Linked DNA regions of Mus musculus: all the other regions are linked to region 1. The links are chromatin contacts, called in public HiChIP or PLAC-seq, Micro-C and promoter capture Hi-C maps. All regions are on one chromosome and are shown on one strand. The core of a region is the stretch at or near the end of the contact, and the rest is flanking DNA. Distances in the headings are between cores, read along the strand shown.

Region 1 (3,642 bases), core at 692-3,191:
GAAATTTTATTAAGGCTCACATTAGAACTTCAGCTGATCAAATACTCGTGTTAAGGATGCTTGGCTGAACTAATCAAGGCTGATTTCTCTTGACTAAGACGCAGAAAACTTGAAAGAAAAAAAAAGCCACCAATAGAGTACATTCCTATTCATACTTTAATCAACAACAGAAACAAGGTCCAAACCCTCTAGCCATTAGTGACATTCTTAGCGGAGAAAGGGCGTGAACTATACAATCAATTACTTGTGGTTAATTTAAACTCACTTTCCCTAGCACTTGACGTTTAGAACTGGTAACTTTTCTTGCAGCCAAGAGAGATCACACACCTACTGGACAATCGCTGCCCAAGGGCACAGCACTTTAGCGGGGGGGGGGGGGGTGTTTGAAACAAATTACTCCAAAAATAAACCGGATTCCTTTCTCTTATCTATTTTCTTCTTGCCGCCACCAGTAAAACGATTCCATTCTATCCTCCTAAAAGGCACGTTTATTTTCGAAATGAAGTCAAGAAAAAGCAAATAAGTCAGTTGGGCTAGAGGCCAAAACCCTTTTCCTTAGATCCTAGCTCCAACCTAAAAAAAAAAAAAAAAAACACTTTAATTCCTTCCTTAACCGGATTACCATATGACTAGGGCAGGCCACAGCATCAGGATGCAAAAGTCCGTCTTGGCCTTTAGCCTTCCCAGCCCAAATCTAACTCTTTCCCCCATTTCCTAGCTTCTAATTCCACGCAAAGCACGAGTCACGAATTAGCTCCCTTCACTTTACCACCACCCCACTCTCTGATCTCATCTTTCCCACCTGGTCCCAGAACTAGCTGATTGACTAACAGGGAGATGATCTAAGAAATAAAACAAAGACAGACTCGGGGAAGTTAGGCTAGCCAGGCGGGACAGCAAAGGACGTGTGCCCAGGGTGCCCAAGTCCTCGGAAAGAGGTACAAGGGCTCGCTATCGCACTGACACTGGCATCCAGACTGGGACGAGCGGGAGGGCGGAAGGAAACTCGCGAAGAGGCATTTTGGGAGAGTTGGGGACGCACTCCCTCTGGCGTCGAAGAGCCCCGCGCCCGCGCCTACCTGTAGCACCAGCGGCTCGGGGTTGAAGGCCAGGGTGAGCAGCAGCTGCATGCGCTCGGAGTCCTTGAGGTTACGCAGCAGGAAACTGCCCGAGTCCTTGGTCTCCGCGTAGCGGCGCACCAGGCGGTCCAGCAGGCGCTGCGAGGGGCAGTGCACCAGGTCCGACCAACCCTCCACCGCCTCCGGCGTGAGCAGCCGCACGTCGCCGTTGAGACGCGCGAACTCGGTGCGGGGCATGGCCTGGAGCAGGTCGCAGCGCGGCCGGCCGGTGGCCCGCTTGCAGATGCTCTGGTCGAGCTGCGCCAGCTCGCGCTGCGAACCCAGGCGCTTGAGCACCACGCGCCGGCGGCCGCCCTCGCGGGGCTCGCCGTACTGCGCGAAGTACACGTTCTTCACGTTGAGGAAGTCCAGCAGGCGCAGGCGGCCCCACGTCTCGAAGCCCACCTGGCCGTTGAGGAAACGGCGGCACCAGCTCGTGCCGAAGCACGCCGGGCACTTATTGAGCTGCAGGAAGCGCCGGTCGGCGAGCTCGTTGCGCTGCCAGGAGGCGAGCAGCGACGGCGAGTGCAGCAGCATCAGCACCAACAGGCTGCCGAGCGCCGCCAGCTTCAGTGCACGGGACAGGCGGCCCAGCTTCAGGGGCACCAGGCGCCACATCCCGCCCGCGCGCGGCAGCGGCCGGGGCCGGGGCGGGCGAGCGCACCCCGCCGGGCCGCCCCACGGCGCCGAGGCCCGCGGCGCAGACGGAGGGCGGCAGCGAAGGAACCCGAGGACGGGCTGCGCCGGCCGAGCGCGGCGACTTCCCGATCGGCTGTCTCCACAACTCCCGGTGCCCTCCTCCGAGCTCCCCGCCCTCCGACTCCGCGGGCGCCGCCTCCTTGCCCGCCAAGTTATAGAGGCGCGGGGAGGGGGGGGGGGAGGAGGGAGCGCGGGAGCCGCGGTCGCGCGCACGCGCACTCCCGCCCGGGACGCTTGAGCTGCGCCTTGCTGGGTCCCGGGCGAGCAGCGCGCGCGGGGGCGAGTGAGGAGTCCCGGACGCCTCACACTCGAGAAGCTACGGTGCGAGGAGGGGAGGAGAGGATGCGGCGGGGCCCCCACGCGCGGGCACGCCCGAGAGCGAGGGGCGGGGCCGGGGGCGGGGCGAGCGCGCCCCCGGGAAGCGTCAGCGCGAGCTCGCGGGGAGGCGGTGGAGAGGGTGGGTGGAGGGCGCGCCCGGGAGGGCGGAGCTCGCCAGCTCCGCCACCGGAGACCTTCAGTAACGGCTACTCTGGGGTGACTGTCGGGCTACACAGGCGCCCCGGAGGCCTTTGTGGGAAGGTCATTGGAAGGGAGAGGGCGGAGGCAAGCGGGAGCAGAGAGGCCCATCCTGGGAGCGGGAGGAGGTGGGGCCGAAGCCTGGGGGCGGGGCTGGAGTGGGGCCGGGCCAGGTCCTGGGGGCGGGGCCTGGCCGCCCGCTCCGGGCCTTATATGGTGTGGCGCGCGCTTGTTCTTTTGACTGGCGGGACCTCTGGGTCGCGCGCTTTGTGCCGCCGTAGGGCCTGCGGGCAGACAGTGGGCCAGCGGTTAGGGACCGGAATGCCGCTGCAGGGCTGGCGATGTATCTGCGGAGGCTGAGTTACGGTTTCGCTGAGTGAGCACTGGCGGGATGAGGTCCTTCCTCACCGGCGCCGCCCGCCGGGTCCCCGAGGAGCCCGGTTCCCCCATGCTTCACAGGCTGGGCCCAGGCCTGCCTTGCGGCCAGGACGCGTTGCTGTGGCGATGACCCCAGGGAGCCAGGCCGTCAGGTGCCGCACCTGTGCGGTCTAACCAGCTCCTAACAGCAGACTGCGGAAATAACCTGGCCTAACGCGCGTGGGGTTAAGTTTTAGAAGGTCTGGGATCTTCAGCAGTAACTTCAAAATATGTTCTATTAGAATACTTTTTTTTTCTTTAACTTTTAGCACTCCTGTGATTGTTGGTCGAGTGGATAGCTAGCTAATTCCTGGTCGCTGTTAAATATACTTTTACTGCGCTGATTTTTAGAGGTCAAACAGGAAAATCATAGTAAGTAGTAACGGGTATGCAAAGAGTAACTACTGAGACAGTGAGACTTATCTATACAAGATCGTGAATCACTTTCCCGAATTTTCTGTATTTGATTGTAGCATGAGGACTCGCTTCTGGAAGAATACGGGTAAGGTCAACGTTTTGTGTTTGGTGATGTAGGAGTTCAGTCTTTGGAAGAAATTTTCAACGTGGTGGTGATTTTTACAGGCTACTACAGAATACAAATTTTAAGATGTTAGCCTTCAAAGGCTTATGCAAAATGGCTGAGAAATTTGGCTGATAGAAAAAGAGCATCCCATGTTTCCTTTGGCAGAAATTTGATTTAACTTGCTCATCAAGCATCCCCCAAATCCATACAATAAGGTTATGTAAGCAAAGGCTCAAATGAAGTTTCCTCTGGAGTGTCTGGAGCGACTGGAGACTAGAACTGCATGGTTCATTTGTGCTGCTGAGGCAGAGTTGTAAACGAAGCGAATAATTACTAACCTGTGTGTTGTCTTCAACACCCCGTCTACAT
Region 2 (3,642 bases), core at 322-2,821, 2.0 Mb before region 1:
TATTTACACATTTTCCCACCTGCTTTCAATCTGCTAGCTAGTATTCCTCTTGAATTTATGCCAATTTTACAAAACCTGTGATCATAAACTTTGAGTAATTTTAACTTTAAAAAATCAGACTTAGAACGAGTATTTCCTTTCTCCTCCCATTGCAGGAAGATTTAACTACGAGCTTCTTGAACGCGGTCAATTTGATTCTTTCTTCATTTTTAAGCATACACGGAGTGTGTGAGACAAAGTTGTCAAAACTTTCACCCCTGCACAACTCAGTTTAAATCCTGGGACTAAAAGTGTAAAAACCAGAGGACAAATGACTTTGCATAGACATACTAATCAAAACCCAAAGCAGTGGAGGTAGCTCCCAGGAGACCAGGAATGGCTCCTCTACATCTTCGGAAGTAATTTTCCATGTGCCTGGCAGGGCGATCTTGTTAAAGCACAGCCTCAGGTTGCCCAAGCTGGGCTTGGACTCCGTCGGGTTTACAAGCTTCATTACTGGAAAGAGTCTATGGCTCTCCTGGCACCAGCAGCGGCAGAGATGTTCACCGGACAATGAAAAGTTTCTGTTTACAGACTAAAATCAAAGCATGGCCTTCCTTGACACGGTGATGGCGAAGTTCAGAAGGAACAGCTGGGAGTGTGACAAGCGCCTACTCAGCCAAGCAGACTGAAGCCCTCGCAGTCACCACTCACCTCCGGGAGCGCCGGGTTCAGTAGAGAAAGAAGGTCTAGCCAGGGCGTGCCGAGGAAGCTTCTGGAACCCCGGGAGAGCAGAGGGGCGCACGTTCCACAAGCAAGCTCCCTGGAGCCCCGGCGTGAGGCGGTGCACGTAGGCGTAGGCGACTCGGAGGGTGGGGGTGCAGCCGGGATAGCCCGGGACGCGGGGTCCCGGAGCAGCGCCCCGCCCCCGGCCCTGGCCCCGCCCTCCTTGGCTGCTCTTAAGCCCGCGCCGCGGGCGCCTCCGGTTCCGTCGTCCGCTCCTTGCGCTCGGACTCCGCCGAAGTCCGCTCAATCCTCTCCGTGCTCTTCGGTACCCACGCAGTCCTCCCAGTCCGCCCTCCGCTCCAGCCCCGGGCTCACGTCTGGTCCTGCGCTCTTCGGGGTCTCAGCGTCTCGCGAGAAGTCCTCGCCACAGGCCTTCGGCTCCCGGGTTCAGGGGCGGATGGGGGACCGCGGAGCGAGGCCGGGGCGGCTGATGCCCATGCTCGCCCTGCTCTCCTGGGCGGCCGGCCTGGGCGTGGCGGAGGAGACGCCCGGGCGCATCCCTGCAGGTGAGCTCTGCTTGCTGGTTTCCACCGGCGGTCTAGAGAGAACTGGGCATGTTTCCTCTTTGCTTGCTCCATCCCTGCGGGACCTAGCCGCGGGGCTCCCTGCTTTGAGATTGGCAGGGACCTCCTTTCCTGCGCCCCGGGAAGCAGCTTGCCATCCTGCCTCTGTCTACACGCAGCGCTCGGGACCCGGCTACGATCGGACCCAGTGTGCTCCCACCCACTCCTCCTTCCGTTACACTTTGGGGCGTCCCTGAGCCCTGGCCCTGGCCGGTGTTCGGAAGCTGAGCTAAAGCTAGTAGTTGGAGGCAAGTTCGTGTGAACAAAACTTTCTGGGTTCAGCCAGAGGAGAGCCCCGCCGCCTATTTGTCTCAACGGGACTTGCAGCGCTGCTGTATCGCGCAGGGGAGTTCTTTGGTCCTTTCTACTTCTGGGCCCTGGGCTCAGCTCCCTGGAACTGAGCCTTGCGTTTAAATGACCCGATGCACTCTGGTGATGAGTGGGTGGATGCGCTAATTTTGCATTCTATAGTAACTAATTAGATTCTTTTCCTCTGGAAACTAAGGCGAGGAGCAAACATTTCTACCTTGGAATTCCAATTCAGAGGGTAACACTTGGCACAAGTCCAGTTGGACCCTGTAACCATCGGTTTTTGTCTTTCTCATGGCGCAATAGGTGAAACTTAAGGACTCAGAAGCACCTGGTTCTGTGGAACAGTGCTCGCTTTGTTGGCTGCAGTCACAGGGAAATCTGAACCTGTATGAGTATTCTGATTTTGAAGTAACTTTTATCTCATATCAAAGGTATTTCTTTCAGCATAGTACTAGAAAAATCACACAGATAAATGAGAATAGAGACAGAATATAAGACTTTACTCTGAAAACGGTCTTTGTTAAAACACCAAAAGCTTTTATTGATAAGTAAAAATAACCGCCAGGATTTGCTAATTTTAGAGTTTGGCTTCAGCTTCTGTCTATTTTATGCCACCTCGATGCGACTTCTCACTTGTTTACAGAGTATATCCATGCCAGGCTGCTACCTTTAAATTTGAGGTTAAAAACAAACAAACAAACAAAACAAAACAAAACAAAAAACCCAAACAAACAAAAAAAACAACAAAAACTTCCCTGTGCAAGCTTTTACATTTCATGGAATTGGATGTTAAATTTTAAGGGATTGTAATATCTAAGGCAGGGGATTTGAGATACGAATGTTTTTCATATAAAGCCTATGGTTAATATCTGAGACATGGTTTCTGTGGTGGTAGGTGGGCCCAGAGTTCAGTTATGAGCTAAATGTTGGAAATGTTTCTGCATTAATGGAGCCAAGTGAGGAGTAGCCATTCTGGTTACACACACAGATAGATGGTTTCACATGTTCTGTGGTAAGCTAATAGATGCAAAAGATGCATTGTTTGGTTATTTGGTCAGATTTATTATCAGCTGTGGTAAGTTTTATCCCTGAAGTAGTATAACTGGAAATTACTACATGGATATTACTACATAAATAATCTTTCAGGTCTAAGTTGTCTAGATGAGTGGGCTTTCAAGAGTGCAGATCACCTGTGACAACCCCCCCCCCCCCCATTATTTGTCAATGTGTTCCAGCTGGTCAGTAAAAAGAATATTCAGAGCTGGGGAGATGGCTCAGTTAGTAAAGTACTTGTACCAAAAGTGTGAGGACCTGAGTTCTGGATCCCCAGGGTCTACTTAATAGCTAGGCCTGGTGGCCTGTGCTTATAACCCCATTGAGGATGAAATAGACTGTAGGCAGATCCCTGGAGCTGACTGGCTACCTAGTGTAGCCTGCTTGGCAAAGCTTGCTTGGCTAATGAGATCCTGTGTCAAAAAGAGGTGGTGGCTGGTACCCGAGGGATGACTCCTGAGACTGTCTTCATGCCTTCACATGCAACCCCCCCCCCACCAGTGTGTGCTCACTCTCCCACATAAAAGGAATGGGCCCTCTTGATAATTTGAGCCATACCCCCTTTGTAGGAATTGCAAGTCTAGCTTTTTCCTTGACCTCTACCTACTAGATGGCAGTGGCGCCCAGCTATGAAAGAGGGAACAAAAGAAGGCTTCAGCAAAAGGCCAGCCTCTTGAGAGGCAGATGATCCAGGCTTGAGAATCACTGCACAAGATAAATAGGTGTCCTAGAGGCAATGTGACATTACAATGCTATCAGCGGGATTATAGGTCCTACTCTGCCCTTCCATTTAGTTTTGAGAGTTTTCTGGAACTTCTGGGCTCACGTGAGCCTCCTACTTCAGCTTCCTGAGTAGTTGGGATGGCAGGTTTTAGTTGTTTAAAAGCCATTTTTCTTCTAGCAGTTTTCCATTGTGACGGTGAGTGTGCTTCTGGAATAAATTTCCTGG
Region 3 (3,642 bases), core at 509-3,008, 1.9 Mb before region 1:
ATACACAGTGACTTAAAATTCATTTCTCCCTTGGTCTAAGACGGTGGTGATATATACTCACGCATTGACGAATTAGGGACTTTCAGTATCAAGCAGTGTTGTTTAGAAAATAACGTCAGAGCATCTCTACTTAATGTTTGCTTTTTGCTAATATTTCCAAACAAGAATTTTTATCGAATGCTTATTTTATTTTCCTTCTCAACATCAGGGATTTCTGCCGTCAGGATGAAAAGTGTGATTACTACTTTAGTGTGGATGCAGATGTTGTTTTGACAAACCCAAGAACTTTAAAATTTTTGATTGAACAAAACAGGTATGAATTAATTAGTCATAAGGTAATTGCCCACAGTTGTGAGGGCATACTATCTAACTGTAATAATTCGAGGTAGGTCACATTCAACTTTCTTCTGTACTCTTTAAGTTCCCTGTACTAAATATTCTGTTAGCAGTCGTAGAGCCAAAAGTGTTTAATAGTATTTACAGTCAAAAAGTGGTTGTTTAAAGGCATTTGGTCTATTTTTATATAAGCAACATTTAATTGTGTTATTAAGATATCCAATACTAGTAAATTTTCTAATTTTTATCATTTATAGATATTTTAAATGTAGACTTTCCTAAATCTCATCAGTTATTCCGTAGAGTTGTAGTTCTAAAATCCAAATTTTCCAATACTCCAATCATTCCACAGCGCGCTGTAGTTGCATTTTCTGTTGTACTAATTTCTGCTGACTCGAATTGAAATCGAATAAAGGCATTGCGGATACAAGGGTCTTAATCCTACCTGTTATAATACAGCTACTACTGAGTCTGTTGCTATTTATTCTCTGGTCCTCATGGCGCACATTTGTGCTGTGTGTGTGCGTTAATAATTGTTCCTCACAATAAAATTGAAATGTCAGCATGACTTGACTGTTACACATAGGGAGTCTGCTATGCTGCATCAGCCCATCCTGTATTTGGAGACATGCTCCTTTTGCTGCATAACATGACTCAGCACATGTAGTCATAACTTGAGTCAGCACAAGTCAAGGTTGGAATTTAAATTGTCACATCGACAGTTAAGAGCAGAGAGTATAATTGCTCTTAGATAATTGGTTGCTTATTCTCAGCTAGTTTTTCTCTCTTTTGTTCCTACCCAGGATCCCCTGTGTAGGGAATGGTACCGCCCACAATAGACTGAGTCATCGCACCTCAGTAAACAATTAAAACACCGTGAGAGATGCCCATTGGCCAACCCGATCTAGAAGTTTTTTTTTTTTTTAATTTCCATTTCAATTAGAGTCAGGAACAATCAGCACAACGGGAGGTACAACTACAGCTCGCTGTGGAATGATCAGATTATTGGAAATACCTGATTTTAGAACTATAGTTCTATGAAAATTTTTTTTCTTTAAGACTCTCTCTTCCTTGGTGATGCTAAGTTTTGTTGTGTTGAGAGTTAAAACTAACCAGCACAGATGAGTTAATTTTATGGCAGTTTGTGTAGTGCAAATGCTTGGTACTGTGTTTGTCTCAAAGGTACCACTTTCCAAATAGCTGTTAAGGCAGAATATTGTCACAGTGTCTTACTGTGTTTGCTATGGCTATAACAAAAGGCCACCAACAGGGTAAGCTATAAAGAGTAAGCTTATTATTTGACTCTTGTGGACGTGTACACTGGGTGGTTCAGCGTCAGGAGCAGGGCTTCTTCAGGGCTGCCTGCTGCTTCGTAACATTCTTCGGAATGTTCTGAGGAGAGGAGGGGCAAGAGGAAAAGAGTGTCAAGGTCTCCCTGCTTTTATAACCTTCTCTGAAGTTGATGCATTGCAGGCCACTCAAAGTCCCGTCTCAGCACAACGCGTTAGCAATTACATTTAAACTCTAGTTTCCTAAGGGACTTTGAGTTCCAGGCAAGCGTCTCTGTTTTGTTTTCTGAAGTGAAGGCTGACGTATCCGTTGCTGTTAGGCCAGCTTACAACTATAACCCAGTTTTAAAAGCCCTAAAATCCCGGAGACAGATGGTAAAGTGATTAGGGTTTGTTTTAGGAACCTTGACTCATCAGTGTCTCGGCCCATCTGCGTATTTTGTTTTTTGTTCAACAAATATTCATTGGCTACCTTAATGTTGTAGAGAGTGTTCAGTTTGCCAGTTAAACTAGAATTTAATTTAAACACAAGGAAACAATTTAGTTTTACTCTCTTCAATGTAACTAACATGCTGTTAAAAAGTTATTTTAGTATTTTGTTAGCATTTTCAATAAATGTTCCATTTTTTCTTTTTTAATTAACATAACTGAAAATTTTGTGTATCTATTGAAGAAAAGACGAAGAGACTAATATTTATTTGTGTATTACATATGTGTCTATATGTATGTGTTGTTATAATATGTTAAATGAACTTCACCATGTTATATGTCTTGCAAAATACACAACTCCAATGAATATTTAAAAGTTAATAACACTGTGGGTTTTCTGTCCTAGGAAAATCATTGCTCCTCTTGTGACACGTCATGGAAAGTTGTGGTCCAACTTTTGGGGAGCACTGAGTCCTGATGGGTACTATGCTCGCTCTGAAGATTACGTGGATATTGTTCAGGGGAACAGAGTGTGAGTTGCCTGATGAATCATTTCATATACAATATAGTGACAATATGATCTTACTAATATTACTTTAAAAACATCTTTATCTGTCTTCATTTTGCTTAGGATACATTTGAGAACTTGGAGATCACTTACAGTTACATAAAAACTTTTTTTATTTTTTAAGATCGAAAGGAATCTACATGACTAATAGGACAACTTCATTGTTGTATGATAATACTTGGTTGTCATGTGTACACATCCAGTGGTAGAGAGGAGTAGAACTCTTTCCTAAAGTTGGACAAGAATTTAGTTTATCTAGGTCATTTAATAGCTCTAATAAAACTTGTCTTCATTGTCTTTAAAATTTATAAATACAGAAATAATAATGCAGAAAACCAGAACTTCCACACATTCGCAATTTCATGAGGTGATTTTGTTGGAGCTGGTGGTAGCTTTTAATTTGTCATCTCTGTGTGTAAGATCTAATGTGTACATAAAAAGGTAAGAAACCACTGACATTCAATTGTCATCTTTTAGAGGATTCAAAAAATACAGACGCTATAGAGTACAAATGTACAAGTAATATATACTTTCTAAATGATAGCTGACATTTGCTAAAATTAAAAAAAAATTAGTCTGTCAAGCATCAAAAGAGTTTTTGTTACGGAAATGCTAGGCAAGAATGTCGCTCTTTTTTTCCCCAGATTGTAGGCTAGCATTGCCTGAGTCCTAAGTGCCTCGTCTTAATTATCAAACTCATCAGCTCAGTTTAAATGGGGAATATACTCTGACTTCTAAAAGGAGGTGCCCTTAGATTAAATAACTCATATTTTCCTTGGGAAAATTGTAGCTGTGGCAAGACGTTTTCCTTCTGAAGGTAAAGGTTGACTTAGAAGATTTTCATCTGAAAGATACCAGTGTGATAAAGTTTTTGTTATCTGATAGCATGGTAGGTAAGGGATCAGTACTAAGTCAACTCTGTTTCAGTTACTTTTATTAAGTGTAAAATGACATATAAGTCATATATTTGGTGCTATCCATGGATTTGATGGAAATGAAGGTCATCAAGTGCAGAAGAGT
Region 4 (3,642 bases), core at 627-3,126, 1.9 Mb after region 1:
AGTGCTTGCATGAGTTTAAGCCTTGGGACCCACATGGCAGGAGAAAAGAAGCAACTCCCAATACTCTTCTTCTATGTCACACTCACACTCACACACACACACACACACACACACACACACACACACACACACACACACAGAGTTCTTCTATGTGTCCGCCCCCACCACAACTCTAAGTAAATTTTGTTGTTTTTAAAGACAGGGTTTCTTGTGTAGTACTGGCTATCCTGGAATTTGCTGTTAGATCAGGTTGTCATGGAACTCAAGAGACCCACCTGCCTATGGCTCCCAAGTGCTGGGATTAAAGAATGCACCATTAACAACAGGGTAATAAAATAATGATGATGATGATTTAAAAAAAAAAAGCGGGCGTGGTGGTGGACCCCTTTAATTTCAGCACTCGGGAGGCAGAGGCAGGTGGATTTCTGAGTTGGAGGCCAGCCTGGTCTACAAAGTGAGTTCCAGGACAGCCAGGGCTACACAGAGAAACCCTGTCTCGAAAAAACCAAAACAAACAAAAAAGATTTATTCATTATTTGTTTTTAAGATGGGGTCCCACTACTTAGCCTTGGTTGTGTAGACCAGGCTGGCCTAAGGCGCACAGAGATCTGTTTATCTTTGCTTCTCGAGTACTAAGTTTAAAGATATCACCACACCTGGCCAGAATAAAATTTCTAAGCAAAGCTTGTGCTGCCTCTGCCCCCATGCCTCAGCCTCCCGAGTGCTGGCATTTCAGACATTCGCAACCACACTCAACCCTAAAATGGAAATCACTGCCCAGCTCCTAAGCAAGGATGAGGGGTGGAACAGCTGGATTTTAGTGTTTTAGTCAAATCAGATTCTACATAGAAACTAGTGTCTGGGTCTACAATTAAATGTAAAAAGTAAAGTTTGGGAGCCCTGATGAAGCAAGTCCAAAGACAAAGAATAGACTGTGGAATCTCTTGATGCTACGTTTAAAGTCTCAAAGCCAAGAAACGCGCACATTTTCAAACTGCAGAAATCTATTTCAACTACTCCCCAGTCGCCCTGTAAAGCAACCTCACAGTAATCTAAAATTTTATGTTTATGCTACCTGCATCTGGGTTTGCATACCAAATGTGCCTAATGCCCTCAAGGGCCATAATGGGGTGCTGGAGTTATTGGAACAGGAGTTAGAGGGTGGTGAGTTGCCATGTGGGTGTGGAAAATCGAACCCGGGTTCTCTGTTAAGAACAAGCTTGTGCTCTTAACTGTGGAAACATCTCTCCGGTCACTGAGCCTCATTTCGGTTATGAGACAGAATCCGTATAGTGGCGCAGGCTCGCAATTTCCAGTTTTTGGGAGGTGCGCCCTCCTGGGTTCTAAGCCAACCTCGGCTAAATGGGCAAGCTCTAATCCTGAGGAACGTGAGAGCATCTCAAAGACGAACATCCCAACCCTCAGATCTACGCGAGGGATCCGCTGGGAGATTTGCTGGCCGCAGGGCCGGAGGTTCCCCTCGGGTATCCCGGTCACGCCCCCTCCCCCCCGCCCCCATAGGAACCATCCCGTGTCTGGCGGCCCGGCCCGGCCCAGCACTCGCCGGCTCGGCCCAGCTCGCGGTCCCGGCTTCGCCTGCATCGCTTACCCATCACCTGGACCCTGCAGATGGCACAGGTATCGCACTCAACGTCCCAGCTCCACATGGCTACCGCGTTCCACTTCTTGAGAGAGAACATCTTGTCGCCTCCCGACTTGGAGCCTGCGCTCCCGGAGTGCGAAGAAAGGACGCAGGGTTCCTCGCCGTCCTCCACGTCGGCCATGGCGGCGGCGCAGAACGGCGACGCGGACGTTGGGCGCGGAGGCGGGAGGTACGGTGGCTCAGCGGGGCCACAACACACGCCACGGAGCCTCCCGCAGGCACGGGCGGGCGGGCGGAGCCAGACGGCGATGATTGGATGGCGCGCGCCAGTGACGTCACGAGGGGCTGGGCAAGGCCTGTACAGAGAACCCCAGCGCTTGCTAAAGTGGCCAAAGGCCAGTTGCTGTAGGGCAGGCCCGGGTCAGTAAGCGAGCATTGTCTGGAGTTACATTGTATTAAACTCGGGGGAGTCTCAGAAATCACATCGTCCCTGTCTTCATTTGTCTCCTTTCTCCCAAATGTAAAACTATCAAGAGTAGGGACAGAATTCTCATCACTGTAACCTCCGTATCTTACAAAATGGTTGGCCTTGAATTCAGATTCATTTATTTATTTATTTATTTATTTATTTATTTATTTATTTATTTATTTATTTTTGGTTTTTCGGCAGCCGGGCGTGGTAGCTCACACCTTTAATCCCAGCACTCGGGAGGCAGAGGCAGGCGGATTTCTGAGTTCAAGGCCAGCCTGGTTACAAAGTGCGTTCCAGGACAGCCAGGGCTATACAGAGAAACCCTGTCTCGCAACAAGCAAGCAAGCAAGCAAGCAAGCAAACAAACAAAATATATGTTTTTTTAAACTTTATTTTATGTGCATTGCTGTGAGGTGTCAGATTCCTTGGAAAGGACCTGGAGTTACAGACAGTTGTGATCTGCCATGGAGGTGCTGAGGATTGAACCCCGGTCGTTTGGAAGAACAGACCATGGTTTTAACCACTGAGTCATCCCTCCAGACACTACATTTGTTTGTTTGTTTGTTTGTTTGTTATTGTTCTCAGGTGACAGAGAATAGGTAAGCAGAAGGGCAAGAACGCAATGCTTAAGCAAATGTGTGCTGGGGAGAAAGCAGAGTGAGCCAGCCAGGGAAGGGCCAGGCAGTGGGCCCCTGGGACTGTGGTTAGGTCCCTCCCACCAGGCTTTGTCTCAGATCACTTGGCCAGCATTGAAGGAAAGCTTGGATGAAAAAGCAAAACAAATGTTCCTGCCTCGTGCTCAGCTCACGTCCACCGCCATCCTTCAGGCTACTCTTACCAACGGGGGTGGTGGTGTCCATCCTTACCGGTTAAGCCAATTAGAAGTATATGGGGCAGTGGCCGTGCACACCTTACTCTGAGCACTTGGGAGACAGCAGCAGGTGGATCCTTGTGAGTTATAAGGCCAGCCTGGTCTACAAATCAAGTTTCGGGCAACCAAGGCTACACAGAGAAGCCTTGTCTCGAAAAACAAAAACAAACAAAAAAGTACGAGTCCTTTATTCGTGCAGGACCAAATTCCGGCGCATGCCTCAGAGTCTCTTGGTGTCGCAGCTCAGGGATACGGTGTTTCTAAAGGCAAACCCCACAAAGACCACAACTCACATGAAAGTCAGATGACAGAACAATCTTGAAACGTTCATTTCTGACAGAACATGGTGATTTTTTTTTCCAGACGTAACATGAAAGTTACTTTTGACTTGTGCCTTCTTCAGTTATTTTAGTTTACATTAATTATTTTGGTTTATACATCGGGACCATGGTCCAGGCCACAGAAGTCCCAAATGTGCTGGGAGGGTAGATGTGGGCATGGAGGTGGGTGAGGAGAGGACTGAGAAGTGCCTAAGCCAATGCACAGGGAGTCGGGACAAGATGGCACAAGATGGCGTTTCTGTGGTCACTTCCTCTGCGGGAGAGTCTTTATTCCTTTGTTGAGAACACTGGGAGAGAGATGCTTGGTTTTGTTTTAGAGACTTCCCTTTAACACAAACACGTTTGAGCCCTTCAG
Region 5 (3,642 bases), core at 296-2,795, 1.8 Mb after region 1:
TGGGCAGTCAGGCAAGGCATACGTAAAATAATACAACCACTGGACTGGGATTAAAGGAGACTGGGCTCTTTTCTTGGCCCCATGGAATATGTAATTTTACAAAGAATCACAACCTCTGGGTTTCATTTCTGAACTAGAGGTTGGAATTTAAGAAAACAAAACAAAACCCCCCAAACCTTCCATGGCTCCTTTCAGCTTGTGATAGAGTGTCAAAGAGCCTTGCACCCTAGAGGAGCTCACTTCAGTGAACAAGTCATTTTGTGAGCCATATCTCACTTATGGTCTTCAATGCTTCTCTTAAAAATGCCATGCCCCAACGGCTCTCAGCTCTAAAAATCCATTCTTACTCAGAATGGAAAAAAAAAAATCTGTCCTTACCCATTAACAAAATACTCTTAAAAAAGGATTTCAAAAAGGTAAAATTGTCTAAATAGAAAGGCAATAAATGGAATACACTTGTCCACCTTCACTAACATTTTTTTTGACCCCTCACCTTAAAAGCAGCACAAAACCCAGAAGACCGATCAACTCGGATTCACTATTTCGTTTTAAAACAATGAGTTCGCACAGAGAAAATCTGTTAACATTCAACCACCACTCGGATGTTTTGAAGGTACGGGAGGAGGGGGTGTTTAATAGGACCGTCTTTCCCCAAAGCAAAATCTGCAAGGCAGAAAAGCGCTGTGATCTCCGAGGAGGAGGAGAAGGAGGAGGAGGAAGAAGCCCTCTCGGAGCCGGCCTTTCTCAGTCGGAATTCAAGTGCTTTTTCGCGGACAATGTGCCCCAGTGATTAACTCCCCGTCACACGTCCCTGCAACCCACACACGCCCGGAGCTCGCCCGCACTGTCCCGGCCGTCTGGGTGGCAGCGCCGCCGAGTCACAAGATAGCGGGCAGTGGAAATTTCCTCTCCCCAGGCAGGCGAGGGGCAGGTCCGGCTTCCCCAGTCCGCGCGGCCCGCGCCTCCAGGGCGCGCGCCCTACAAAGGAGGCCCGGCCCGGCCGGCCGGTCCCGCTTCCGGCGCCGCTCGCGGCGGGAACCGGCAGCACGTGTGCCCCGCTCGGGCTGGCCAAGCGGCCGCCCAGCCTCGGAGCCGGACCGCCGGGCCGCCCGCAATGAATGGGGCCGTCCGCCGCGCCGCCCGCCCCGCCGCGCGCTCACCCCAGCTCTTGGAGGTGCGCCCCAGAAACTCTCCGCTGCTCGGGTTGTAGATGAACAGCTTCCACTCGGCCAGGCTCTGGTGGAAGGATTTCTTCTCAGTCTTCGTCATGATGGGCGTGTGGAAGTCGAGGTGAACGGAGGCCGCGGGGCTGGAGGCGACGAGGGGCTCGGCGGCGCGTCCTGGCGACGGCGGCGGCGCAGCCCAGCGACAACAGCGGAGGACGGCACGGCCGGGAACAACTCTTCGTTACGAGACCACTAGAGCCGACTGCGCCGCGCCGCGCCGGGCGGCCGCAGGGGCCCCGGGAGCCTGACGTCTCCGCCCGCCGCAGCCAATCCCCGCGCCGCTGGCGCGCACCGCGGCCGCTGCCTCCCGCCCGGCTGGGCGCGGCCCAAAGGCCCAGAGCCGCCCGGATGACCCCGCCCCCGACAACACGCCACGCCCACATCTCCAAGGTCCGCCCTTGACGCCAGAGCCACGCCCCCAGCCAAGCCACGCCCCAGCCGGGCTACTTGCCCCTGTAGCCCCCGCCCAGGTGCGAGGAAGCCAGCGCGGCGGGGCTGCGGGCGGAAGTCTGCCGGGCACACTGACCGGCAGGGTGGTGGCCCGAGGAAGGTGGGCGTAGGAGGCTACAGCGCTCTCCACTGGAAGCCCAGGCCGTGGCTGGGCTTAGTGGAAGCCCAGCCTGAGACTTAGTGGTCAAAGCCTGGAGCACATACTTGGCCCCGGAGCCTTCTGCAATACGCCGTGGCGCGTTCTCCTTGGGGCTCTGTGACGTCTTTAAACGGCACCTGCTGCAGGGCCTCGGGCAGCGTTTGTAGCGTCTAGTGTGGACTAGCTGCTTTTGGGTTGCCTGAGGGTCATGGCAGTTTTATTCTAAATATGCTATCGTTAACCAAATGGAGTACAGTATACTTTTTCTCCAGATTCAGTCGAGCATATCAATGAAATCAATATAAATATTTTCCCAAGATTTCCGCTCACTAAAGCCTTGCTTTTTTTTTTTTTTTTCTTTTCTGGCTCGGTCACTCCAATTGTTAACTACAATACTTGATGGAGTACAAGGTTAAGGTTGTTAGAGTTAGGGATAGATGCCTGAACCACTCGGCTGGTGTTTTCTTTGCCACTGGTGGCCGCTACGCCTAGGCGGAGCCAGGAATTCAGGCTGCATTCTGAAATTCTGAAACACCATAAATGGGATTTTAAAAGACTCAAAATGGAAGTTTGAACAGAAGGTGAGGTTATTTTGATTTTTTGTTTTTGTTTCCGGAAAAGAGATGTTAAATAACCTCTGTTAAATAGCAATAATGAATGAATAAATGCAATCCCATTTTGTTTGCAATAATTTCATTAACCACGCCCACCCATACGTTTATGACTATCCAAAATCCAGTTTGGTTTTGTTTGTGACAGAATCTTGCTGTGTAGCTTCAGCTGACTTGACATTGTGTATCCCACACTCTTGTCCTCCTGCCTCGACTTCCTGGGTACTGAGATCACAGGCATGTGCTACCATGCCTGATTTACAGGGGATTTTTGTTTGTTTTCAACTGTTGTTTTTCTGGGGTTAGGGTTATTGGGAGAGGAGGGAACCAAGGACCATGCACATGACAAGCATGTCACCAACTGAACTACATCCTCCGCCCTCCAGTTATTTGTTTGTTTTCCAAGACAGGGTTTCTCTGTGTTGCCCTGGCTGCCTTGGAACTCACTCTGCAGACCAGGCTAGTTTCCAGATCACAGAGTGCTGCCTCTGCCTCTGGAGTGCTGTGACTTAAAGGCCTGCACTCACCTCTCTCTGCCTCCGGTTACTTTTTTGGTCTAATAACACCAAAAAAATTTTCAGAAGCAATTTGTAGAGTTTGACATGAAGCTGATTTTAGAAATACCAAAATATTACACAAGAAGCCTAGAATGCTTCTCTAGATTATAGGTAAGGCTAAAAGCTAAGGAATGGAAATAATTTTACCTCAAAACCTGAACTGCACACTAGGGTAGCTAGAATACTGATAGGATTAACTATGAGCTTTTTATATATGCAAACCGATGAAAGATACATCATCTATCTGGGATAAAATATAAAAATATATCTGCTTATTTTGTGTGTGTGCATGTATAACAAGCATGCTTTAAGAAATAATTACCTAATACATAGAAAACAATGTTATGAAATGACATTTCAAAGATGTTAGTGGCCAGCTGAGAGTTTCAGTCTCTGTGTTTTTAATAGCCATAAATACAGCTTTTATACTTAGTGTTCTGTGGTTTTTCTAAATAAGGGTTTAAATACAAATATAATTCAGTAAACACTTTGAAAACTCATGGCTAGTTTAGTCAGTATGGCAGTCAGTTTCAACGGATTTCAATTTGGCAAAAATACTATACTCGAACAATATGGGACCTCTTTGTTTCTGTGTTCCGAGATAATTGAGCATGGCCTGGAAGAGTAAACACTGATTATCTTGGGATATTAGCCTGCCA
Region 6 (3,642 bases), core at 796-3,295, 1.6 Mb before region 1:
TCTATTTTTAATTTTCTTTGATCCACTTTTTCTTTTTCACTGTACACCTGCATAAGATTACTAACAAGCATTCAACAGGGTTAATATTACATCATTAGTTCAGTTCCCAGCAATCACATGGTGGCTGTCAACCATCTCAAATGGGATCTGAAGCCCTCTTCTGGTGTGTCTGAAGACAGCTACAGTATGCTCATATAAATAAAATAAATAAATCTTTTTTTTTAAAGGAAGAAGCTACAGATCATTTGGAAACTATCATGTTCTTCAAATATAAAATGAAACACTACAAGGAGTTACTGTTACAACCAGCAGCTTTATGTTTCTGATAGTGAAATGACAGAGTTCTACAGTGTGTTACCATAGCCTTCGCCTTTGAAAGTTAGCTTCCTTTCCAGAAAATACAGTTACCGATTTTACAAACTTGGATTAATTATATTTTATAAAATAAACATTACCATTACTTGAAAGTTTTTTGGATTGTTAGGTCCAAAAGCAAGACACAAAGACCACCACTCACGTATGCAATAGGCAAGAGTGTTTTTATTTCCCCAAAGCAAGAAGCCTGCATGTAGGTATCAGCTACTTAACAAAAATGGCAACCCTGGACAACGGGGCACAAGTCTTTTATAGGAAACTGGGGAATTTTTTTTTAGCAAAGCTTAGGTAATCTAAAACTTCATTGGCGGGTGCTGTGAAGGTTTCATGGATTGGTTTCTGATTTGCTGCTATGTTAGTTTTACTATATTTGGTGAGGTCTTGAGGAAACTTCAGGAACTGTTTCAGCTCTGGGCTTCTCCTCCCTTTGTCAGAGCCATTAGTAGCTAACAGCCCATTGTCAGTAGGTGCTTCTGGGGAGCTTTATCAGCTCCCATAGGAAACTGAGACTTTTCTATTCCCAAAGTTTTTATTTTTCTTTTTTTTGGGGAGTTCTCAGAATTACAATGAGTAAACATCTAAGTAAAAGTAGAAGTGTCCCATTTCTCAATGCTGTACACCCAATATAAATCTTGTTTCCAAAATACACCACAAATTAAGCACAGTAAAATTTCTCTATTTTTTCCATAAAGTACTGGATTATCATAGTGTGAATTGATGGCCATGAGTGGTGTGTATCAAATAGAAAGGCACTTGGTGGGAAGTTTGTTGTTTGAATAATGTGAATCAATAGAACCAGAAAGGTTTCCTGTGGGAAACATGGTATTTTGAATCCCAGGTGTGAAGAATCAGGCTGTGTGACCTTTGGAAGGCCATTTCTCTCTTTCAGCCTCAATTCTCATATTTTTAAAAAGTAAGAAAGACTGAAAATTATGGTTTAAAATTATTCAAGAAAATGAAAAGCACACCCATAAAAATCAGCAACATATGTTAGAAAAACGAGTACTTGCCTAAAAGATGAAGAAAGAAAATATTGAATAAGTGAAATATAAACAGAGGATGATCAACAGAGCAAGGAGATTATAAGCTTCCTCATATCAGTCATAGAAAGATACATTATTTTTATTTTTATTGTTTTAAATTTTTATTTCAATTTTATATGTCATGGGTTTCCTATAAAAGCTTAAATTCCTATCCATGGTAGTGCATATTAAAATAAGTCCATGGTTATCTTGCAGCTCCATGTGTGAAAATTAAAAAATAAACATTTATACAGGTGTTAGAATACTTAAGAGATTTGTGTATGAAATTTATTCAAAGTAATGTGTGATGTACACAATCAACTGTTAGTGAGGTGGGTAAAATTTCAAATAAAATACTAGACTTGATGTGATAAATGGTATATTATTGAAAAATATCTCGTGAAATGGATTTAAAATTAAATTAATAATCAAAAAATTCAAATCACTCTGGCTAAAAAAAATTGGGAAACCTGAATATACCATTTGCTCTGATGTATCTGTTGTTAAAGTTGATCTATTCCTTCACATTTGTAATTGACATTAAATTTCCTGAAACTTTTTAAAATTCTGCTTATATAATACTGCGCCTAGCTGTTTGAGCTAAGCATGAAGTGACAATGTGAAAACAAAGTCTATTTCTATCTACTGTGAAAATTCTAGGAAAACGGCCAACAGATTACATAAATCAAAACTCACATCAGCACTGTATACTAAGCAGATGGCTTTATATGCTAATGTGTTATTTGATGCGCTATCCCTATTGACCGGAGGGAAGATAAAAACCTCTGTAAGGTCACAAAGACCTTCTGCTCACACCCTTTCCCTCCTTCTTGTTGTCACTATGTCAACTGCTGATGAGAATTTAGACTGTGCATAAAACATTGTGTTGTCTTTTTATTTCTTAAAATATATAAAATATACTTGAGCAGAAATATTTCTTGATAGAAATTCTGAGTATAAGGCAGGATAAGAAAATATAAGTAATCCTATAAGACTGAGAATAAAAAATAAGCAACAACCCCCCACTCTTTTATGACTTTAAAATAATCTATAATTTTAAAATGAGAAAGCAGACTATTCCCTTGAAAAATATGAACTCAAGAAATGATAAATATTTTAGGAAAATACTTTAGAAAATAAATAATTTCTCAAAATGTAGATATCTTATTTGTATTTATGAATCTTGATATGCTGAGATTAGTGGATATCTCTTCAAACAAAGAAGAGAGAAAACAATATCATTAAGCTGATAATCAACTTATGTAGTGTTTTCCAGTTGATTAGTTCAGAAATGTTCACCCCACATAAAAAGGCATACATCTGAAAAATCAGAATATACATCTTACCTAAAATGTTGGCAAAAACTCCACCTGCACAGAAAGGCCCAATGTCCAAATTAAAGTGGGAAGCTTATTCAGTAAAATTATGGGCAGTTTCAGGACTCAAGGTTTTCCCTAGACTTGTTGGTAAGATGGCACAGAGAAGGAGAAGAAACACTGTCCTCGGAAATCTGATTTCTAGACATTGTGATCCAATAATGCGTCCTGAAAATTTGTTGATCATGCTGAAGTAAGAATTAGACCATTTTTATATATATTTATGAAGAAAGACTGTTGAACACTGTAAGCAGAATTTCATGGGCTTTCCTATTAGGATCTTGGAAAAAAGTAGTGATGAGAACTATGCATACTCAAGAACTTTCACAGAAGAATAATATTAGCCACTGTGATAGAGACCATTCCTAAGATAATTTGACAAACAATGTAGCTTCTTTCTGCTCTAGTCTTGAGTTTGCCTCAGGAAAACTTAAAAAGTAATCAGCTAAATTCTTTGCTTGAGGATATTTCAAAATAGCCTATTATAGACTTTATCACAGAATTACTAGTAATCACTGTCTGCAGATCTACAATGAAAAAGAACAAGTGGGCCAAAAATAAATACAAAACTACAATTTGAAGAGAAAAAGCACAGTGAAAACTTAATTTCATATCCGAGGACTGTGCTGAGAGAAAGCAAAATTAAGGAGAAGTCTGATCTCCATTGGAGTGAAAAGAAGAGCACCCACAGGGAAAGACTCCACCTAGCTAAGGTTCCAACTTTCTAAGAGAAAAGGTCTAAAGAATTTTCTGTCCCTAGAAAGAAACAAGAAATAAATGTTCTGCAAATGTGTGTCAAGAGGACCAAGTTCCATCCCAAGTAGGCAGGAAAACTTGGCAGTTGTCAACTTATGGTGCTGGCTTTAATG
Region 7 (3,642 bases), core at 785-3,284, 1.6 Mb before region 1:
CTCCCCCAAAAGGGGGTCAAATGCGGGCCACCGGATGCACCCCTCCGAGAAAGTCAGCGCCAGATGTCCTGACCTCAAGATGTACCCTGATACCACCAAGTTCCTGCTTCCCTGTGTAGTCGCCAAAGGAAAAAATTCCGATGCCCCATCCCGCCTGCGGAGAAGTACTTCCTCTCTTTCTGCTGCCCCATCCCTCCTGCTGAGGCACATTTCCTCTGCCCCATTCCTCCTGCTGAAAGGCACTTCCCCTTTTGCTTGTGCATTTAAACCTCGGGCCTGACTAATACATTTGGGGCTTTGATGCATTCCAGAACGCCTCCGTGTCGTTATTCGCACAAGGCCCTCGTCCCTCTCTAACCCCCATTTGGTTCTTAGGAGGAGGTCCCCTTGAGACCCTCGAATAACTGGACCTGCTGGACGGGTCAAACTTCCCTGGACAAATGTTAGTCACACACATCTCTGAGTACATTCTCCCAAGCAAAGAAAAGGGAACTCTGTTTGCTGTAACCAAAGTATGACCATTTTTTGCATCATAAAAATTTTGAAATGATCCTGTATAAATTCTGTTAGCCTCAGACTCTCATATCCATATTTAATAACTCTCTACATATGACGAGTATCAGCAGCTTATGCCATTTGGAAAGATCTGTCTCATCCCCCTGTCCTGGCTTCAAGTTGGACAGGTAAGTTTCCCTGACTCCTAGAACATCAGCTTAGAAAATATCTACTCCTTCACTCCACTGTTCCTGGAGGCTTGATCCACACTCTTAATGTCTCTAATGCTTGTGATCTCCACTGAAAGAATTCCATCTGGAAGACAGGTAGAGTTCATTAAGATAAACTAGGGCATACTCTCAAGTTGAGAACGGCTTTTGAGGGCTTTGTCCTGGCCCAACAGGCTTGGCAGACATTATAGCTGGCTTCCCTCACTCAGTTTGCAACCTAGAAAACAACAGTCCCATTAAGTGACTTTCTGGAATTGTCTATCTGAAGAGATGTCAGTCGTTTGAACAGGGTTATGTCCTGTCCTGTCTTCCACATGGCACTCTGCCACTAATTGGAATTCTTTCAGTGGAGATTACAAGATTAAAGACCTAAGAGTGTGTGGACCCGGATCCCAGGGACAGTGGGGTCAATGGATGGAAGTTTTCTGAGCGGTTATACCAGAAGGGAAACTGACCTTCCCTTCTTGCTCCACTGGGATTCTTAATAAAGGCAAGCCAAGGAAATGTGGTACGGCTTTGTAAATGGTGAAAGCAGGTGAGACTCATTGTATGTAGAGAGGTATTAAATATAGATATCAGAGACTCTGGTTGGTATCATTTAAACAGGATTATTTTTAAATTTTTACAATGCAAAGACAGCCTAGCACAGTTGCACCCTGGTTTAGAGTAAGTACTGTTTCTTTTTCTTTACTTGGGAGAATGAGTTCAGGTGTGTGTGACTAACCCTTGTTGGAGGGAAGTGCTTTGTCTACAAGTAAAAGAAATGTTATTCCTGGTTGTTTATATGTGAATGGCAGAGTGAAATTTTCAGCTTTGAAGTGTATATGTTTTTTTTTTCTTTTTTTACAAAGAATCCCAAACTCCTTAAATTCCCCTTTATTAGATAATTCAAAACAAATAGTTCAGTGAAAAGAAGGCAATAGAATGTATTTCGTAAGTAGCAGAAGCAGACAGGACTGTTTCCCCTCCCCCACCAAACCATCTGTGAATACAAGAATTTTTTTTCTGATGAAAAAAATAAATGAGAAAAATAATAATGCACAATAATTATTTCATACTAATCCATTTTCAAGTAAGGACTGCCTGAAGCAAGAATTGTGTTCCTTTTTAGTGGGCTCCCTCTTGGATGGGCTCTCCCTGTGATGGTAGCTTTCGCTTTTCTTCCCCTTCCTTTGCCTTTTGTTCTGCCTTGAAAGGCTCGGAAATGAGCATAATGGCTGTTTTCCTTGGGCAGTGAGCTGAGAGTGAAAGCTGGGCTCCCTGTGGACTAAGCATTTTGATGCAAATTTACCCAGAAGAAACAGTGCTGCAGACAGCTGCTGGACTCACCTAGTGCAAGGGGAAGCTTGGCTGCTCCCTGTCTGGAGGCTGAGTATTAACTACACTGTTAAGCAGCAGGTGCGCATCCTCCTCCGCACTCAGACCACATAAGTCTCTAGAAAAGACAATGTCCCTCCAGGGAGCATAGCTGGCACGGTAAGGTGTGTGAGTGGGAAACACATTTAGACCACAAACCTTGCAAAACAAAAGTAATCGGAGCTATTAGAAAAGTATTTCCATTACCACCATGCTTCCAAGCTACTGATTTTCAAGAAAGCTTTGCTTTTCGGGTCAAAAAGTAACGGTTTCCTTAAAGGAAAGCATTTGGCTACAAAGCTGGAAAGCTTCTGCCATCCTGAATTTCTTTCACTACTCGACCTTTATTGTATTATCAAATTTGTCTTTGACATCTACATATTTACAAAACTGACACAGACTTTAAAAGAAGACTGAGACTGGAGTCTTGCATTTTTGGATTGCAATTTTCTTGCAATTCTTCTGAGAATAGCTCCTAATGAGGAAAGGTTCTGAGAGATAAGAAAACGACCCTTACAAGTTCATATGCTGGAACAATTTTGATACAGTGAAAAACATGCCAAATCGCTCATATAAAGAAAGATTCTATTATTGTGCATTCACGTTATTTTGTGATAGTTATTTAATGAACAAGAAATAGAATTTTACATGGCATATTTATACAATAGAAAAGATTTGGGGAAAAGATAGGGTGTCTGGAGAGATGGCTTACTACTGGTTTGGAGCACTTGTTTTAGTATAGGATTGGGGTTCAGTAGGTTCAGCAGTCACATGATGGCTTTTAACCATCTGTAAATCCAGGGCCCCATAAATCAGGGCCTTCTTCAGGCCTCCATGAGCATCAAGAATACACATGGTGCACATTAACATGCATTCACATTAAAAACACATATAAATATAAAATATATAAATTAGTTATTTTAATTATAGAATTAAAAATAATGTGTTCTTGTACTTAGCTAACTTTTATCGAAGAGGTAAAAGTTGCATGATATGGTCTGAAAGTCTGTGTACACAGTCTGTGTATACAGGCATACACTTCTAACTTGTAGACAGTGTCAATGCTTGTGAATATGATGCTGTACCCCAGGATGTAGCCCCTTGGCATTCAAAAACAAAAACAAAAACAAAAACAAACAAGAACAAATCTGTAGAGGCAAGACAGTCATACTCCCTGCCTTTCCACTGAAAAGAAAACAAACTGAAAACTCTTAGAAAGGCTTTTCTGATCACCACATGACACAGGTCAAACATCTCTTCCGTACCTGGAGATAAGAAACATTATTTATGAAGCAGCGTTGATATGAATCTGAGCTTACAGACTGCCTATGTTTCCACCAGCTTATGATTAGAGCACTCCTTATCCAGTTAGACTGTTCACAACCATCAATCTCTTCCACAGAACTAGAACAAAAGAGGCAAGATGGGACAATTGCTTTAGATCTCAATTTTCTTATGACATCCCCTACTGTGACTAATATTGGTGGATAACTTGACAACATCTGGAATTAACTAAAGCACAGGCTTTGGAGCAGGTCAGTAATCAGCACCCACTCCTCCA

Evidence for each region. Promoter capture Hi-C pulls out the DNA fragments that hold promoters and counts their contacts. Hi-C and Micro-C count contacts between places; a contact is called where the count stands out from the background. HiChIP or PLAC-seq counts read pairs in DNA pulled down with a chosen protein or histone mark.
Region 2: a contact with region 1 is called in a Micro-C map of embryonic stem cells, with 6 times the contacts expected there. The contact joins the promoter of B430319G15Rik here to the promoter of Dipk2a in region 1. A contact is called at or near these places in 8 of 39 promoter capture datasets (the 3T3-L1 cell line, 3T3-L1-derived adipocytes, cranial neural crest and 4 more), 7 of 484 Hi-C or Micro-C datasets (cardiomyocytes, cerebellum, embryonic stem cells and 3 more), 13 of 115 datasets of contacts at active chromatin or transcription factors (astrocytes, cardiomyocytes, craniofacial prominence and 9 more) and 1 of 9 other capture datasets (embryonic stem cells).
Region 3: a contact with region 1 is called in an H3K4me3 HiChIP or PLAC-seq map of embryonic limb bud, with 6 times the contacts expected there. The contact joins the enhancer-like site here to the promoter of Dipk2a in region 1. A contact is called at or near these places in 3 of 39 promoter capture datasets (the 3T3-L1 cell line, the C10 cell line and hippocampal neurons), 1 of 484 Hi-C or Micro-C datasets (cerebellum) and 3 of 115 datasets of contacts at active chromatin or transcription factors (astrocytes, embryonic hindbrain and embryonic limb bud).
Region 4: a promoter capture Hi-C map of erythroid cells shows a contact between it and region 1, with 3 times the contacts expected there. The contact joins the promoter of Rnf7 here to the promoter of Dipk2a in region 1. A contact is called at or near these places in 2 of 39 promoter capture datasets (erythroid cells and pre-B cells).
Region 5: a promoter capture Hi-C map of erythroid cells shows a contact between it and region 1, with 17 times the contacts expected there. The contact joins the promoter of Atp1b3 here to the promoter of Dipk2a in region 1.
Region 6: a promoter capture Hi-C map of hippocampal neurons shows a contact between it and region 1, with 36 times the contacts expected there. The contact joins the enhancer-like site here to the promoter of Dipk2a in region 1. A contact is called at or near these places in 3 of 39 promoter capture datasets (the 3T3-L1 cell line, frontonasal cranial neural crest and hippocampal neurons), 14 of 484 Hi-C or Micro-C datasets (the STO cell line, adipose-derived mesenchymal stem cells, cerebral cortex and 7 more) and 10 of 115 datasets of contacts at active chromatin or transcription factors (SST interneurons, astrocytes, cardiomyocytes and 7 more).
Region 7: a contact with region 1 is called in a promoter capture Hi-C map of hippocampal neurons, with 17 times the contacts expected there. The contact joins the enhancer-like site here to the promoter of Dipk2a in region 1. A contact is called at or near these places in 3 of 39 promoter capture datasets (the C10 cell line, cranial neural crest and hippocampal neurons) and 10 of 115 datasets of contacts at active chromatin or transcription factors (the 230-238 cell line, astrocytes, craniofacial prominence and 7 more).

What each region holds. Positions count from the first base shown.
Region 1 is chr9:94,536,140-94,539,781 of GRCm38.p6, forward strand. It overlaps Dipk2a (divergent protein kinase domain 2A), which reads right to left and starts at 1,942. Exons shown (of 3, transcript NM_001033145.2): 1 at 1,080-1,942. The coding sequence starts at 1,736.
Region 2 is chr9:92,541,298-92,544,939 of GRCm38.p6, forward strand. B430319G15Rik (RIKEN cDNA B430319G15 gene) reads right to left here and starts at 1,572. Exons shown (of 1, transcript NR_029474.1): 1 at 1-1,572. Plod2 (procollagen lysine, 2-oxoglutarate 5-dioxygenase 2) reads left to right here and starts at 926. Exons shown (of 19, transcript NM_011961.3): 1 at 926-1,271. The coding sequence starts at 1,163.
Region 3 is chr9:92,596,128-92,599,769 of GRCm38.p6, forward strand. It overlaps Plod2 (procollagen lysine, 2-oxoglutarate 5-dioxygenase 2), which reads left to right. Exons shown (of 19, transcript NM_011961.3): 11 at 209-313; 12 at 2,461-2,586. Among named protein-coding and RNA genes, the nearest start is that of B430319G15Rik, 55 kb to the left of the region's middle. Within about 2 kb of position 1,759, at least 29 of the 459 cell types and tissues checked have an H3K27ac peak or open chromatin away from gene starts, as enhancers often do. A contact at or near this core is called in embryonic limb bud, where this site is marked.
Region 4 is chr9:96,476,799-96,480,440 of GRCm38.p6, forward strand. It overlaps Rnf7 (ring finger protein 7), which reads right to left and starts at 1,877. Exons shown (of 3, transcript NM_011279.3): 1 at 1,610-1,877. The coding sequence starts at 1,784.
Region 5 is chr9:96,362,886-96,366,527 of GRCm38.p6, forward strand. Atp1b3 (ATPase, Na+/K+ transporting, beta 3 polypeptide) reads right to left here and starts at 1,546. Exons shown (of 7, transcript NM_007502.5): 1 at 1,161-1,546. The coding sequence starts at 1,269.
Region 6 is chr9:92,897,841-92,901,482 of GRCm38.p6, forward strand. No RefSeq gene overlaps it. Among named protein-coding and RNA genes, the nearest start is that of 1700034K08Rik, 110 kb to the right of the region's middle. Within about 2 kb of position 2,046, at least 7 of the 459 cell types and tissues checked have an H3K27ac peak or open chromatin away from gene starts, as enhancers often do. A contact at or near this core is called in hippocampal neurons and ventral hippocampal neurons, where this site is marked.
Region 7 is chr9:92,928,732-92,932,373 of GRCm38.p6, forward strand. No RefSeq gene overlaps it. Among named protein-coding and RNA genes, the nearest start is that of 1700034K08Rik, 75 kb to the right of the region's middle. Within about 2 kb of position 2,035, at least 55 of the 459 cell types and tissues checked have an H3K27ac peak or open chromatin away from gene starts, as enhancers often do. A contact at or near this core is called in the 230-238 cell line, embryonic forebrain, forebrain and 2 more, where this site is marked.